Regions from separate parts of the Mus musculus genome. Here regions 1, 2, 4 and 5 are each linked to region 3. The links are chromatin contacts, called in public ChIA-PET, HiChIP or PLAC-seq and promoter capture Hi-C maps. All regions are on one chromosome and are shown on one strand. The core of a region is the stretch at or near the end of the contact, and the rest is flanking DNA. Distances in the headings are between cores, read along the strand shown. Region 1 holds the start of Tmem88b (transmembrane protein 88B). Region 2 holds the start of Atad3a (ATPase family, AAA domain containing 3A). Region 3 holds the start of Ube2j2 (ubiquitin-conjugating enzyme E2J 2). Region 4 holds the start of Tmem240 (transmembrane protein 240). Region 5 has its middle 22 kb from the start of 9430015G10Rik.

Region 1 (2,700 bases), core at 90-2,589, 160 kb before region 3:
GTGGAGGCGTGCAGTCAGGCGGGGAGGCCCCAGAGCAGCGCAGGGGTGAGGGAGGTCCTGGGCCCCGAGCTCAGGGCAGAGTCCAGAAAGAAAAGCGTAAGGCTGGGAGGCCTGCCTGGAGGTGGAGCCTGGACAGAAATGCGAGAACAGAACCAAGAGTGTGTGTTCGGGGATTCCTTAAGGAAAGGCCAGAGAACCTCCCTGGCTCTCCCAACCCAGTTTTCCTGTCCCCATATGAGCTTCCTTCCATGCCCCTTACCTGTTGACAGCTGATATGGCTCCATCTGGACTGTCACCCAGCTAGCATCGTTTCTCTCTATCAGCTTCAGAAAGGGGATATAGGGGTCGTCTATGTATAGGTCAAGCCTTAGATGAGCGGAAGCCTAACCAAGGTCAAGAGGGTTCAGGGAAGGGCTGTGGGGGGGAGGAGGTGGGGGGGAGGAGGTGGGGGGGAGGAGTATGAGGAGTGGAGAAGCACTGAGGACGGGTGAATCTGACAATTTCTTTTCCTATCTCCACATCAACCTCACTGACCAGGCCCTAGTACCTCCTGGTACAAAGCTAAGAGGCCTGGGGGGGGGGGGCGGGGGGGGGGAAGCAAGACAGCTGTTCACCGAGTAACAAAGAGACTTTCTTTGACTGCAGCTGGCAGGGATGTTGGCATAACAGGAGGATGCATATATCTCTGGTTACAAAGGGGCAAGGCTAGAAGGGGGTAGATTCACCTTCAACCCCAAGGACTTGAACCTCCACAGAACTCTCACTTCCCCACTTCCCGGGGACTAACCAATGGCTACTGCTCACCCTTGAGTGACACAGGAATCCCAGGTAGACAACGGCAGCTGCTGGTAGCAACACCAGCAGGAAGACTGTTCCAGGTAGCAGCAGATGAAGCAGGAACCCAACTAGAGCCCGGCCAGACAGCACCAGGGTCCCGAGGCCTCGGGTGGCCAGGATAGGAGCCAGGACTGAGATGTGGTAATCAGTAGGCCTTCTTCGGGGTAGCATGGGTGCTGTGTCTGAGGCAACGCCTTCATCCTCTTCTGTCTCCCTTTCCTGCTCACTCATGTCGTGCCGCGGGGCTTGAAGGATGTTCCCCCAAGATCACAGTGGTAGGCAGCAGGCCTAATCCCCCTCCTCCAACCACCCTAGGCCCAGACTAGAGAGCCTTTTACCCTCCCCAGATTCAGTTCACATCTAGATCCTCGCCATCAGAGAGTAGACTCTCATCCAGTTTAATCTAGCACTGAATATCAGTCTCCAGGGCTACACCTCTGCCACAGTTTCCCCTGCTACCTTGTTGGGCCTCTTTACCAGGCAAAGGCAGGCAGCGCCTATGTGCTCGGCTCAGGTCTTACAGAGCTCTTCCCATCTGAGCACTGGGGCCCTCCTTTCTCTCAGCCCATCTCCCAGTTCTCCCAAACAATGGCTTCATTTCACAGATCTTGGCGATGACAGAAGCTCTATCAATAGCTGCCATTTAGGGACGAACTATTAACTCATTTCCCAGTACTAGCCCCTGCACTTCCCCTTATCTGACACCAGGTGACTTCATGTTGTGGAGTGATTCACAGCATGACAGGGTTGTACAGTTAGTAGTGCTTAAGGTAGTACCCGGCACAGAGTGGATACCTAATTAACAGCAGTTGCAGTTGCTCTGTACTAAATCCAATCAATCATGGAAGTATACAACAAGCCTTTCAGATGATGGGAGCATATAGTCCACTGAAAACTCCAGCCCTCTTCTGGTCTTCATAGGCACTAGGGATGCTTGTAGTGCACATACATACATACATACATACATACATACATACATTTGGGCAAAATGTTCATACCCATAAAGTAAAATAAATACATCCAAAAAATTTTAAGTGTTGTAAATTATCTCCTTACTAAGCACACATTCTTGTAATTTACACACACACACACACACACACACACACACACACACACACACACACACATATCCTCTTCCACTATGGCTAGACAAGGCAGCCCAGTTAGGGGAACAGGATCTACAGGCAGGGAACAGAGTCAGGTAAGCCCCAGCTCTGGTTGTCAGAGAACTCCCATAACAAACCACAACCACCAGCAACCAGCCAACAACCCACCGCACCTCTCAAGGCCCTAACATTTCTATACTCTGTGAAAAGTCCCCAGAATTACAAACATCACACAATCACAGAAATTATCCGCACCTGGCAAAATCACACCTGTTAGAGAACAAGACAAATGATAGCCATCTCCTGTGCACAGTCCAAAGCAGCTCCATATCCCTATGCCTAGAATCAAAATGAAAACACTACCTTATAATATTTCTGTGTTTTTCAAGGAAACCAAAACTCCAAAATTGTCAGTACAGGTTGTGAGTCACCTTGTAGGTGCTGAGAATCTAGCCATGGTCTTCTGTAAGAGTAACAAGTGTTCCTAACTGCTGAGCCATTTCTCTAGGCTCTGACATTTATTTTTGTTTTTGTTTTGTTTTGTTTTGTTTTGTTTTTTTGAAACAGGGTTTCTCTATATAGCCCTGTCTGTCCTGGAACTCACTTTGTAGACCAGGCTGGCCTCAAACTCAGAAATCCACCTGCCTCTGCCTCCCAAGTGCTGGGATTAAAGGCATGTGCCACCACTGCCCGGCCTATATTTCTGTTTTTTAAAGGAACGAATATTCTCACTACACATCCCACTATGAATGTTTAT
Region 2 (2,700 bases), core at 26-2,525, 180 kb before region 3:
TGACATTTCAGGCTTTTAAAAAATTTTTTATGTATTTGAGTTTTTGCCTGCATATAAGTATGTATATGTCTGGTACCCTTAGAAGCCAGAGGAGTCCTTGGATGCCCTGAAACTGGGGTTACAGAAGGTTTTGAGCTGTCATATAGGTGCACAGAATTGAACACAGGTCCACTACAATAGCAACAAGTGCTCTTAGCCTTTCAGCCATCTCTGCAGCCCCCTGCAGGCTCTTAAAAATATTTCAACTAGCTAGGCATAGTGACACACGCCTCAGGAGGCCGTGGCAGGTGGAGCTGTGATTTCTCTGACAGCCTGGTCTACAGGAGTCTCAGCCAGGGCTGCACAGTCTTTATAAAAACAAGAACAAACAAAGCAAAATAATCAAAAAAATCCACCTTACATTACACTTTGGCACAAACTGTCAACATCAAAACAAAAATGTGTCATTTGTTGGGAAAAGTCCTGGCCTTTGGGATCCATCAATGCTAAAATCTGTCTCAGAGAGGATCAACCTTTACGGACACCCTCACCTCACGTTCCACAGTGGAATGCTATCATCCAATAGTAAACACGACATCTACTCTCTCCTTTTTAAGTGAGAGATTGCTATTAACTACCACAACACAGGATCGCCTGACCTGGCTATGACTTTTGGCCTGCACCACGTGGAGGCAGCTAGAAAGCCCAACAGTAAAGTAGGTAAGGCCAACATTGGCACAGGGTCTCTCCTACGACCTACGTGTTGACAGCTACAAGTGCAAGAGGGTGGCAGGATCGGGGTCTCCCCCAATGCAGGACGGCTATGACCAAATGTCCCATAAGCGGCCATTCAGGTCACCTGAAAGGTACGGCTGCGAACGACCACTGTGCTGCTAAGACGTCAAGAGGACCAAAGTCCTAAGGGCAGCAGCTAGTGCCTCCGAGAGAAACCTCCCATTTCCCAGGGCCTCGGCCCGCCAAGCCCAGCCCGCGCACTCACGCGAGTGCTCCAACTCGCGAGCCGCTTTGGCCGCACGTTCCAGGCCCGTCGGGTCGAAGTTGCTCCATTTGTCCTTGGGCGATGGCCGGTCTCCCGCCCCGCGGTCACCGCCGCCCTCCGCCCCGGGTTGAGCGGGCGGCAAGGGCAGCGGAGGCCCTGTGCCTTCGCCCTTGGGGCCCTTGATGCCGAAGAGCCACGACATGGTCTGCAAGCTCCGCGCGCCCTCGGCGGACCGTACCGGAGCGTGACTCGCGAGGCTCCTCGCAGTCACCACGCGCCGCGGGCGCGACTCACTGCGCAGGCGCGAGCCACACCCCTTCCTTCTGGACGACGGAAACCTAGGAGGGTCAAGACGTTCTCAGCCGCCGGATTGGCCGCTGACATAGGGACGCCAGTGGCGTCGGTGGCACGATTTGCCCAGCTTTCTAAGGAGGCGGAACTGGACAGAGCTCCTGGACCAGGCAAATAGGAGCAAAGTTTTCGAGGTGGGTGTGCCTTCATCCTAGAAAACTTTTTTTTTTTTTTTTTTTTTTTTAAGCAAAGGTGCTATTCCTCTGGGGTCGTTCTGTACCTGTCGCTATAGGCATTTATGGAGACGCCCCAGCCACAGAGCCCACAGACGATCAGAGACACTGGACTCACACCACGGAGGGTCAGAACTCTTCTGCTGTGAATCCTACCCAAAGAACAGAAGAGGAAGGGAAAACCTGAAGGTGCTGTGGGTCTCCCGGAGCTAATTTTTTCCGGACTTGAGATGCCTCAGGTCACTGCAACTAAGGGCGAAGTAATCGGGGTGAGACCTCCAGCCGGGAGGACTAGAGAAGGGGTCCCTGGCGCCCCTCGACCGGCCGGGCACCCCTGCTGTGACCCCACGCTTTCTCGGAGCCGGATTCATGTATATCTGTGGCTGCTTTGAGCGTCTCCAGGCCAGCGGCTCCTACAGCCAAGCGTGCATAAGAATAAGAGAGTTACTTAGGTCAGAGACTTGGGCGCCTCTGACAAACAATCCTGCACCATTCTGCTACGATTGCTCAGGCGGTGTTTTGAGCCCGATCCTCTTTGGTGTTTTGGCAACCCACGGCGGCTATTGGCATGCTGCTGCTTTGCAGTACAAGCCAGAAAGCCAAGCCGACTCCCAGAGCCTGCAGAGGGTACATTACACTCAGGAGCTACTTAGAGTGAGGGCTGGTGCTCCAGGCTTGTGCTTGTTAGCCAGTGAGCGCTCCTTGGGAGCCTGCTGAGCCAGGTGCCTGCTCTGGACCTAGGGTTGACCTAACCTTTGGGCAAGTGGAAGGTAGCATGGACAGTGGCAGTTGTCACTAGGAACCCACATTTACCAAAGTCAGCGTCTTGGGTCCAGGCATCTTTCATAAAACCGGTTGAGTTCACAGAATTGTTTGGACTGTTTTTTAACACTGGACAAAAGGCAATTTTAAATGATAAAAAAGGAAGTTGAAGGTATGTTATTAGTCGTATTTATTTTTTATAAAACTTTAATTTTTTAAAATCTTACTATTAATGATAGTTCTTGAGTGCTGTAACCTTCCTTATAGCCCACCACCCATCAGAGATAGTGGAAAAAGGATATGGGGGAGGTAGACCTGTTTAGAAATGGTTCTTTGGAACAACTCCTGTCTATGTTGTCTGAAAATCAACAGTTCATTTCCCAGGTTAACAGCAGCAGCTCCATCCATTCCCATACACTTCACAAACACACTAAC
Region 3 (2,700 bases), core at 65-2,564:
CTCTGTGTAGCCCTGGCTGTCCTGGAACTCACCTTGTAGACTGAACTCAGAAATCCGCCTGCCTCTGCCTTCCCAGTGCTGGGATCAAAGGCATGCGCCACCACCGCCCGGGTCTAAAAATGCCTGTTGTGTAACAATATATAGGCTTTGCAATGTGGATTCTGGATTCAGTCCTGCAAAGGCTGAGCCTCCTGCTGCTAAGAATCCTTAATTCATCCTGCAGTGTCTCTCTTCCAGTGTGTTGTAACCCGGAATACTGACACCTACCACATCTGACTTGGCTTTCTGGAACCTGTACACAGAGTTCACAGGCAAATGAAGGGAAGGTGCTGGGTCAAGGACGCAGGGTGTGTGTGTGTGTGTGTGTGTGTGTGTGTGTGTGTGTGTGTGTGTGTGATGTTATCTCACCAACATAAGAACAAACTTTAGCATTCGATTCTAGGAATGCAACAGTGAGGCAGCAGTGTGTGCAGGGAGAGCTGGAGAAGTCTGGATCTCTATCAGCCTCCTCAGCCCAGATTCTCCAGCTGTCAGGGCCCAAACTAGTATTTAGAACATCCCTACTGGCAGCCTCCTGTCTCAGCACCAGCCAGATAGTCTGGCCAAAAGACCAAGCTGTACCGCCTCCCCTCCCCAGGGCCAGGAAGGAGGCGGAGGGAGAGGGGAAACCCGTCTTAGAGCAATGTCCTCGAGCATAAAGATGGTATTCAAGAACTGATTGGGAAACTTGGTGCGGAAACACAGGGACTCTTTTTATGAGGACGGCTGTTCCCGGGGCTGGGGGTCTGCCGCGGGCTTGGAGTGCGGGATACGCCTATGCCCATCATTGGCTCCGTACACGGGGATCTTCGTGGCTATAGGGGCAGCGAGGGAGAACTGAGTGAACCTCCAGCTCGGAATTTAACTGTGTTTAGAGCAGACAAGAGTGCATCCTGGGCCAGAAGGTGGCCGGTGGCCCTAATTCGTTGTGAACTCATGGGTCATCTTTTCTCTGGGGCTGGCCTCCCTGACTGGCCCTGATTTGGGGTCGGGAGCACTGCGGGATTTCTGCAGCCACTTACTGGTTCCTGGAGTGCCGGCCAGACAGTACGAAGTCTTGGGAGTGTCTAGCCCAGTTTCCCGACACAGGAGCCACAACCCCCTCCCCCGAGCTATTCTCTAGTGCGCACGCGTCAGCAACCCTTTGCGCAGTAGCCGGACACAACCATTAGCCAAAAACCCGAGACTGACCTGAGCCAGCTAGGAACTGACAGTGGAGCCTCCACCAAGCTGCCTAGCGGAGCGCTTCCACCCGCGGACAGCGCACCGGAAGCGGAAGCGGAAGCGGGCCTAGGCCGTCCCCGGAGCGGCCATCTTGGAGGCTGAGCGGCGGTAGCGGCGGCGAGGCTGCTTGCGGCGGGTGCGGTGGGCCGAGTCCCAGCGCGGGTGCGGCTCACGGCGCGGGCCCCACTCTTCCGCACCCTGCTCTGGCCTCGACCACGGCGAACCTGAACGCGGCCGCGGCCTCAGGGAGAGGTGAGCGCTCGCGGGCTGCGCGGGGCCTCGGGCCGCTCGTTCGCCCCGCCGGAGCCGGCTGCAGCGGCGGGCGGGGACGCGGGGACGCCACACGTCGGGTCCCGTTGGTTACGTCGCCGGCTGTGCCCGGACCCGAGGTCGGTTACTGAGGGCGCTCGGGGTTCCTGTCGGGGGCGGGTTAGGGGTTTTGTTTGCCGCGCGGCGGATTCTCTCACGGACGCTCGGAAGACTCCGAGGAGGAGCCAGGTTTGATCTTTAAAAAAACGTATCCCGTGAGTTTGTTGTGGGGTGGTAGCCGTTGAGTGGCCCCCTTTCATCGCGATCAGTTAGAACCCCAGGCTGCTTAATAGACCCCAACAGGGGCGAGCGTGTCCGCGGTTACGCCCTTGAGGGTAATGCAACAAAACCTTGGGCAGTAAGAGTGGGGCTTGGGCCCGTTTCGGGGGTCGGGGTGAGGACGGCCGATGCTTATTCTCCACCTCTGCTAACTGCGGACTCTCAGCCAGTGACCTCACTTCCTTCTTAGTGGACATCATCACTTAGCTGTGTGTTTAACCTCAGTCAAGCTCTCAACGTCATCAGATCCAGATAGACCAGGAAGAGAAAAGAGCAGAGTTCACTGTAAGCTAACAAGTGCATAAGAATGTACCTTTCTGCAAGTAGTGATACAGGGCTTTATTCATGGCCAGGTGTGTGTAATGGGGGGGGAAAAAGGATTTTAGGATTGTATTTCATTATAAAGTCCCGCGTATGATCTTCAGCCGGAGATAGGTCTAGGTTCCTAGAACTTGGAGTCAGTCCTCTGCAACATCATTGTCTTCCTGTACTCGGCGTCAGTTCAGTTCTCGGTGTGTGTGAGAAAGTGGTGCTAAGGCTGTTTATTGTGAGCTTCTGGCTTCCTTCAGCCCGTGGAGTAATCCTGGAGAAGGTAAAACTCCCTGAAAATCCTGGCCTTGGGTGTGTCATGTGCCCTTCTGACCATCTGTCAGGCCAAGGTCTTAATTCCCCACCGTCACCTAACCTGTGTGGAGTGTTGTGGGAGAGAGATGTCCAAAAGGAAAAAGAACTACCACCTTGGCACGGTGATGAGGGACTGACAAGAGACTCTTCTGCTGCCAGTGAGTGGCTGCTTCTGTCACCTTCCATCCCCTAGGAGAGTCACGAAAGATACTGCTGTTCCGATTG
Region 4 (2,700 bases), core at 134-2,633, 210 kb before region 3:
AGGGAAGGCGCGTCACAATGCCCGGGTTCACTCAAGGCCGTGCTTTTCCCAGATCCAGCACACTGAGGACATGGAGAATGAAATCGACGAGCTGCTGCAGGAGTTCGAGGAGAAGAGTGGCCGGGCCTTTCTGCATACTGTCTGCTTCTACTGAGCCTCCTGTGCTCGGTGCATGGCCTGCCCTGCACAGCCACCTTTGTTGAAGCCACTTTTTCAGTGTGTTTTCCTTTCAGATATTTGTTTTTACTGCTAGGTGTACATCATCAATGTACTGTACATATGGAATGAGACGTACGCAGAAATGCCAGATTCAAATCCATTGTTTTTAACCAAAAGAAATAAAGATGGTTTACTCTACAGCCTACAGCAAGTGTCTGTTGTTGGCCCTTTTCTCTCCACTGCTGAATTGTACAGAAACCTAAATAAAGCAACAGGCTGTCTTATTAAGGGGAAAAAAAACCTTGGAATTGCCACAAAATAGGTGCTGCTAGAAGTCTTTGGTTTGTCCTGAATTCCTGGCCTGACTCCCTGCTGAGGAAGAGACTACTCGGCCATTGAGTCCAACCCTGTGATAAACCTGAGAGCACCCTTCTGAGAAGTAGGGCCGGACCCTGGTGCCTTAACAGCTCAGGGCCTGTGTGAGCTGATATAACTGAACTCCTGTTGGAACCTTCAGATACAGTGGGGTCTGGACTTGGGGGGCTGGAGGTCAGCTGTCCTCTTCCTGCTTTCCAACACAGGGCAGGGTTGGTTCTTCTGTTGTCAGCTCTGTGGCCAGCACAGGGCTTGGGACTCAATCCCAGCATGACCGGCAGCCACAAGAGGATCATAGACGCTGGCAGCTGTTCCAGCACCCCTTCCTCCTCAGAAATCGCCTAGTCTTTCCCACAACTGCCACGATCTTTATGGCATACTTGGCCCATTCCGCATCGCATCCGTATCGCCTACCCTCCTGCCCTCCTACCTCTGCTCATGTAGTCATTAGTCCCTGGTTCCTCTGACTTTCCAGGCCCCTCCTCTGATGGCACTTTCTTGCTGGAGGAGGCGGGTGCTGACACTTCCTGTCCCTCTCTGGAACCCGGAGAACCAGAAGGAGGGGCCTTACTTGGGGAAGTAGAGCAGAAACGACCACCTGGTCCAGGCCAAGGCCCAGTCCAGCGCGGCACTGGGCAGGGAGACCGGAGCCAAGGCTGATGACATGGGGCACAATGTGGAGCCGAGGCCGGAGGGGAGGGGTCTCGGGCTGCGTCACAGGGACAGGAGTGGAGAACCTCGCCCCTGGATGCTGGCGCGGGGCGGCGAAGTCCCTCCCCGGAGGCGGAGGCAGGAGGAGGAGGGAGGAGATAGTGAAGAAGAAAAGGAGGGAGGGAGAAGCCTGGAGGAGGGAAGAGGGAGGAGGGAGGGGGCCGCCGCGCAGACCGCAGGGAGCCGGGCGCAGGGAGCACCGGAGGGCGGAGCGGAGGGCTGCCAGCAACGGGCGACAGGCGAGCGACCCCACGTCAGCCCCCACATCTCGGCTGCCTGTGCCCGCGCCTGCCCCCGGGGTCCGCGGCGGCCCGGCGCGCGAGCGCTGACCTCTGCGGAGGCGGCGCGGGCTAAGCATCGGGCCGGGGCCGGGAGGGGCACCGGGGCCGGGGGGCGGCGCTCCGGCCCGGCCCGGCCCCGCCCGATGTCCATGAGTGCGAACACCATGATCTTCATGATTCTGGGGGCGTCGATCGTGATGGTGAGCGGAGGGGCTTCCCGCGCGCGCCCCCTGCTTCTGCCGCCCGCCCGCGCGCGCGCCTACCCCACCTCGCTTCCTTGTTTACCGGCCCGTGCGGCCTGCGCTGCCCTCGCTGCGATCTTGCGCTGCCCTCGCCCTGGTTGCCCTGCGTTTCCCCACCCACCCACCCACCCCTGCAGTCTAGTACTCCCCCTTGGCACCCCTTTCGGCCCGGCCCACTCCTCGCCCTGACCGGTCATGGGCTCTTCCAGGCCATCGCGTGCTTGATGGACATGAACGCGCTGCTGGACCGATTCCATAACTACATCCTCCCGCACCTGCGGGGCGAGGACCGCGTCTGCCACTGCAACTGTGGCCGGTGAGTGCGCCCCGGCTCTAGGCACTACACGCGTGATCACACTTGTGCAGCGGGCCCCACTTGGCCGGTGAGCCCGGAGCAGGCTGGGCCGCAGAGCCTGGCTGGATGATGGGGGCCGCTTCTGCCCGCCAGGTGCTGGGGGAGGGGTGGCTAACGGGAACCCTAGGTCAGCCAGCCGCTCCCTGGGAAAGGAAGCATGACTGAGTCTGTTAGGAACTCCTTCCTCCAGTTCCTTTAGAGAAAAGGCTGCCTGGTGGTGGCATTATGGGCCAAGGAGCCTCCTGGTCCAGGGCCCGGAGGCCTGAGAGCAGCATCCTTGAGTAGTGTCCACAGTGGAAGCCAGGAAGCTGGTTAAGCCTGGGGCAGTAGTCTTGCCTCCGACCCAAGTCTTCCTCCTGGGCCTACTGTGGCCATGGCAGGCAAGAGCAGGAGGTCAAGATAGGAAGGGCCTACCTTGAGGAACACCTGCCACAACTGATGACTATTGTGCAGGGGAGGAGCTGAAGTAGCTACGCTGGGGTTTGCTCAAGGTCACAATGAGACCCACCACACCCTTCAGGGACCTCCCCTTCTGTGCATGTGTAGTGATGAAGTCTTCTGGCCTTGCATGTTTGTA
Region 5 (2,700 bases), core at 61-2,560, 140 kb after region 3:
TTTTTCTAATTAGTTATTGCTGATGTTGAAAATACTATCTAATTTTGTTGATGTTGTGTTTTTTTTCTATTAAAAATTGAGGTAAGTCAGGAGATGGTGGTGCACATCTTTAAGCCCAGAACTAGAGAGGCAAAGACAGGTCATTCTCTGAGTTTGAAGCTACCCTGGTCTACAGAGTGAGTTCCAACCCTATCTTTCTTTTGTTTTTGTTTTTTTCGAGACAAAGTTTCTCTGTATAGTCCTGGCTGTCCTGGAACTCACTTTGTAGACCAGGCTGGCCTCAAACTCAGAAATCTGCCTGCCTCTGCCTCCCGAGTGCTGGGATTAAAGGTGTGTGCCACCATGCCCGGCTTGAGAAACCCATTTTGAAAAACCAAAAAAGAAGGAAGAGGAGGAGGAGGAGGAGGAGGAGGAGGAGGAGGAGGAGGAGGAGGAGGAAAGGGAGAAGGGAGAAGAAGGGAGAAGGGAAAAGAAGAAGGGAAAAGAAGAGAGAAGAAGAAGGGAGAAGAAGGGAGAAGGGAGAAAGGGAGAAGGGAGGGAGAAGGGAGCAGGAGGAGGAGGAGGAGGAGAAGAAGAAAAAGAAAGAAAGAAAGAAAGAAAGAAAGAAAGAAAGAAAGAAAGAAAGAAAGAAAGAAAAGTTGGATGTGGTGGCACAAGCCTGTAATCCCTGCATTTGAAAGGCTGAAGCCAAGAATTAAAAAATCTAACACCAGCCTGGGATACAGCCTGACTCAAAAAAAGAAATGAATTTTTAAAAAGAAGAGGTGAAATTTACTCTAAACTAACCATTTAAAAGTGTGTGCCTTGATGTTTACCAGCCTGGGAAACACCATTTCACCTGTCATTAGAATGTTATTGTGTTTGTACTTCCTGGAGACTTTGTACTTCCTTGGTCTAGCTCCCATCTGCTTTCTATTTCTATAGATTTACCTGTCCTCGACATTTTATGTAAATGGAATCACATACTATGAAACTGCTTCTTCTTTTCTCTTCTTCCTCCTCTGAGAGAGAGAGTAGGGGGAGGGGGACGGGAGGGAAAGAGGAAGAGAGGGAGAGTCTCGCTACAGAGGCTTGGCTGGCCTGGAGTTCCCTATGTAAACCAGGTTGGGTCTTAAACATACAGAGCGTGTCTCTGACTCCAGAAGGCGGGGATTAAAGGTGCCTGCTATCATTCCCAACAGTATGTTTGGCTTCCTTAATAATGTTGATTTTTTTTTTAAATCATGGTAAAGAATAACAAAATGTACAATTTAAACTATTTTAAAACAGATATTTTAAGACAGCATTAAGCATACTCACCTCTTATGCAATCATTACTGCATAAGAGCACCCCCCACACTGAATATTGCTCCAGAGACAGCATGCCTATAGATCATAAGGTTTGACATTTTTTGTGTTGGGCCCATTTCATTTTACATGATATTTTCAAGGTAATATTGTTGATTTTTGTAGATTTGTCCTATTTTAATTGTTGCTGGGCTTTGTTTGGTTTTGGTGATTAATATTGAATCTGGGACCTTGCATGTGCCAAGCACGTGCTTGTAAGCGCACTACTAACCATGTAGATTTGTCTTCTATTCGGCAACCTTTATATAATTGCTTCCTCATCAACTATATGGTTTTTCTAGAAAAAGGAGTCGGTCTTATAACCATCTCTTGTGTTTTCCTTGCTTGTTGTGTGGGCAGCAGCACCCAATGCTGTGTTGAGCAGCAGCTGCTGATGTATGTGGGAACACTGGACCCAAACCTTCAAGAGAATACACTAACTTTGGTGTCAATTTATGTGTGCTATGGGGCTTAGCTGGTAAACTTTACCACGTCAGTATGCTTTTCTTCTATCCCTGGTTTACTTAAGTTAGATTTCTGTCCTCCTCCACCTCCTCCTTTTCTGGACAGGATCTCATGTAGCACATTTTGACACTGAACTCCTTGTTAATCCTCTCCCCATCTTCAGATTGCTGAGATCATAGTCTGTTATTATGTCTGGTTTCTGTGATGCTGGGGATAAAATCCAGGGCTTCATGTGGACTAGGTAGCACTCTACCTGTTGATTTCACACCCTAATCTGGTTCAAAATTATTCAAAACTTTTTTTAAAAGTTTTTCTTTATTTTTAATTGTGTCTGTGTTGGTATGTACGTATGCATGCTGGTGCCCTCAAGAGTATGTGCATGCGAATGCTGGGGCTGCCAGAAGCCAGAGGAATTGGATGCCCCAGGAGGTGAAGTTATAGGCAGTTGTGAGTTGCTCAGTGTAGGTGCTAGGAATCAAAAATTGATCCTCTACAAAAAGCAGTACATACGTTTAACCACGGAGCCATTTCTCTAGTCCCTAGTTAAAGCCCTTTCTGCATCAGCTGAGGTAATCACATTTCCTCCACTAAGTTACTGAGACATTCTTTTACTCCTAGCACACAATCCACCTGCTCATAGTATTTATAGTTTTACACATTGATGATCTAAACTCTTGAGCAACTTTCTTGCAGTCCAAAGGGGTGCAGCAGGTAGCTTGGTCCTTCTTGATATCAATTATCATGAAGCACTAGGAACTGAAGTGTAGACTACCTGGTGACAATGGAAGTTACCATTTGTGAGATAAGAGTTGTATTGAATCTTTAAAATGGGCTCAACCTATAAAGGTAGCTGGAGCCCAAGCCTGAGTACCTGAATTCAATCCCCAGGGCCCATATGATAGAAGGAGA

Evidence for each region. ChIA-PET counts read pairs in DNA pulled down with a chosen protein or histone mark. HiChIP or PLAC-seq counts read pairs in DNA pulled down with a chosen protein or histone mark. Capture Hi-C pulls out chosen DNA fragments and counts their contacts.
Region 1: a contact with region 3 is called in a promoter capture Hi-C map of adipose tissue. The contact joins the promoter of Tmem88b here to the promoter of Ube2j2 in region 3. A contact is called at or near these places in 3 of 115 datasets of contacts at active chromatin or transcription factors (effector CD8 T cells, embryonic stem cells and memory CD8 T cells) and 1 of 9 other capture datasets (adipose tissue).
Region 2: an RNA polymerase II ChIA-PET map of effector CD8 T cells shows a contact between it and region 3, with 19 read pairs. The contact joins the promoter of Atad3a here to the promoter of Ube2j2 in region 3. A contact is called at or near these places in 1 of 484 Hi-C or Micro-C datasets (liver), 3 of 115 datasets of contacts at active chromatin or transcription factors (effector CD8 T cells, embryonic stem cells and memory CD8 T cells) and 2 of 9 other capture datasets (adipose tissue and pancreatic islet).
Region 4: an RNA polymerase II ChIA-PET map of effector CD8 T cells shows a contact between it and region 3, with 11 read pairs. The contact joins the promoter of Tmem240 here to the promoter of Ube2j2 in region 3. A contact is called at or near these places in 4 of 39 promoter capture datasets (cranial neural crest, liver, maxillary cranial neural crest and 1 more) and 3 of 115 datasets of contacts at active chromatin or transcription factors (the 230-238 cell line, effector CD8 T cells and memory CD8 T cells).
Region 5: a contact with region 3 is called in an H3K4me3 HiChIP or PLAC-seq map of the 230-238 cell line, with 17 read pairs. The contact joins the enhancer-like site here to the promoter of Ube2j2 in region 3. A contact is called at or near these places in 1 of 39 promoter capture datasets (frontonasal cranial neural crest), 4 of 484 Hi-C or Micro-C datasets (brain, cumulus cells, embryonic stem cells and 1 more), 12 of 115 datasets of contacts at active chromatin or transcription factors (the 230-238 cell line, the SCID.adh cell line, bone marrow-derived macrophages and 5 more) and 2 of 9 other capture datasets (liver and pancreatic islet).

What each region holds. Positions count from the first base shown.
Region 1 is chr4:155,784,535-155,787,234 of GRCm38.p6, forward strand. Tmem88b (transmembrane protein 88B) reads right to left here and starts at 1,340. Exons shown (of 2, transcript NM_001033394.3): 1 at 805-1,340. The coding sequence starts at 1,068.
Region 2 is chr4:155,759,823-155,762,522 of GRCm38.p6, forward strand. Atad3a (ATPase family, AAA domain containing 3A) reads right to left here and starts at 1,276. Exons shown (of 16, transcript NM_179203.3): 1 at 980-1,276. The coding sequence starts at 1,181. It overlaps Atad3aos (ATPase family, AAA domain containing 3A, opposite strand), which reads left to right and starts at 1,370. Exons shown (of 3, transcript NR_027972.1): 1 at 1,370-1,464; 2 at 1,563-1,955.
Region 3 is chr4:155,942,499-155,945,198 of GRCm38.p6, forward strand. Ube2j2 (ubiquitin-conjugating enzyme E2J 2) reads left to right here and starts at 1,315. Exons shown (of 8, transcript NM_021402.6): 1 at 1,315-1,652.
Region 4 is chr4:155,733,421-155,736,120 of GRCm38.p6, forward strand. Tmem240 (transmembrane protein 240) reads left to right here and starts at 1,384. Exons shown (of 4, transcript NM_001101506.1): 1 at 1,384-1,726; 2 at 1,978-2,084. The coding sequence starts at 1,670. Ssu72 (Ssu72 RNA polymerase II CTD phosphatase homolog (yeast)) reads left to right here. Exons shown (of 5, transcript NM_026899.3): 5 at 53-459. The coding sequence ends at 154. 1500002C15Rik (a long non-coding RNA gene) reads right to left here and starts at 1,022. Exons shown (of 2, transcript XR_001784583.2): 1 at 965-1,022.
Region 5 is chr4:156,086,556-156,089,255 of GRCm38.p6, forward strand. No RefSeq gene overlaps it. Among named protein-coding and RNA genes, the nearest start is that of 9430015G10Rik, 22 kb to the right of the region's middle. Within about 2 kb of position 1,311, at least 36 of the 459 cell types and tissues checked have an H3K27ac peak or open chromatin away from gene starts, as enhancers often do. A contact at or near this core is called in the 230-238 cell line and bone marrow-derived macrophages, where this site is marked.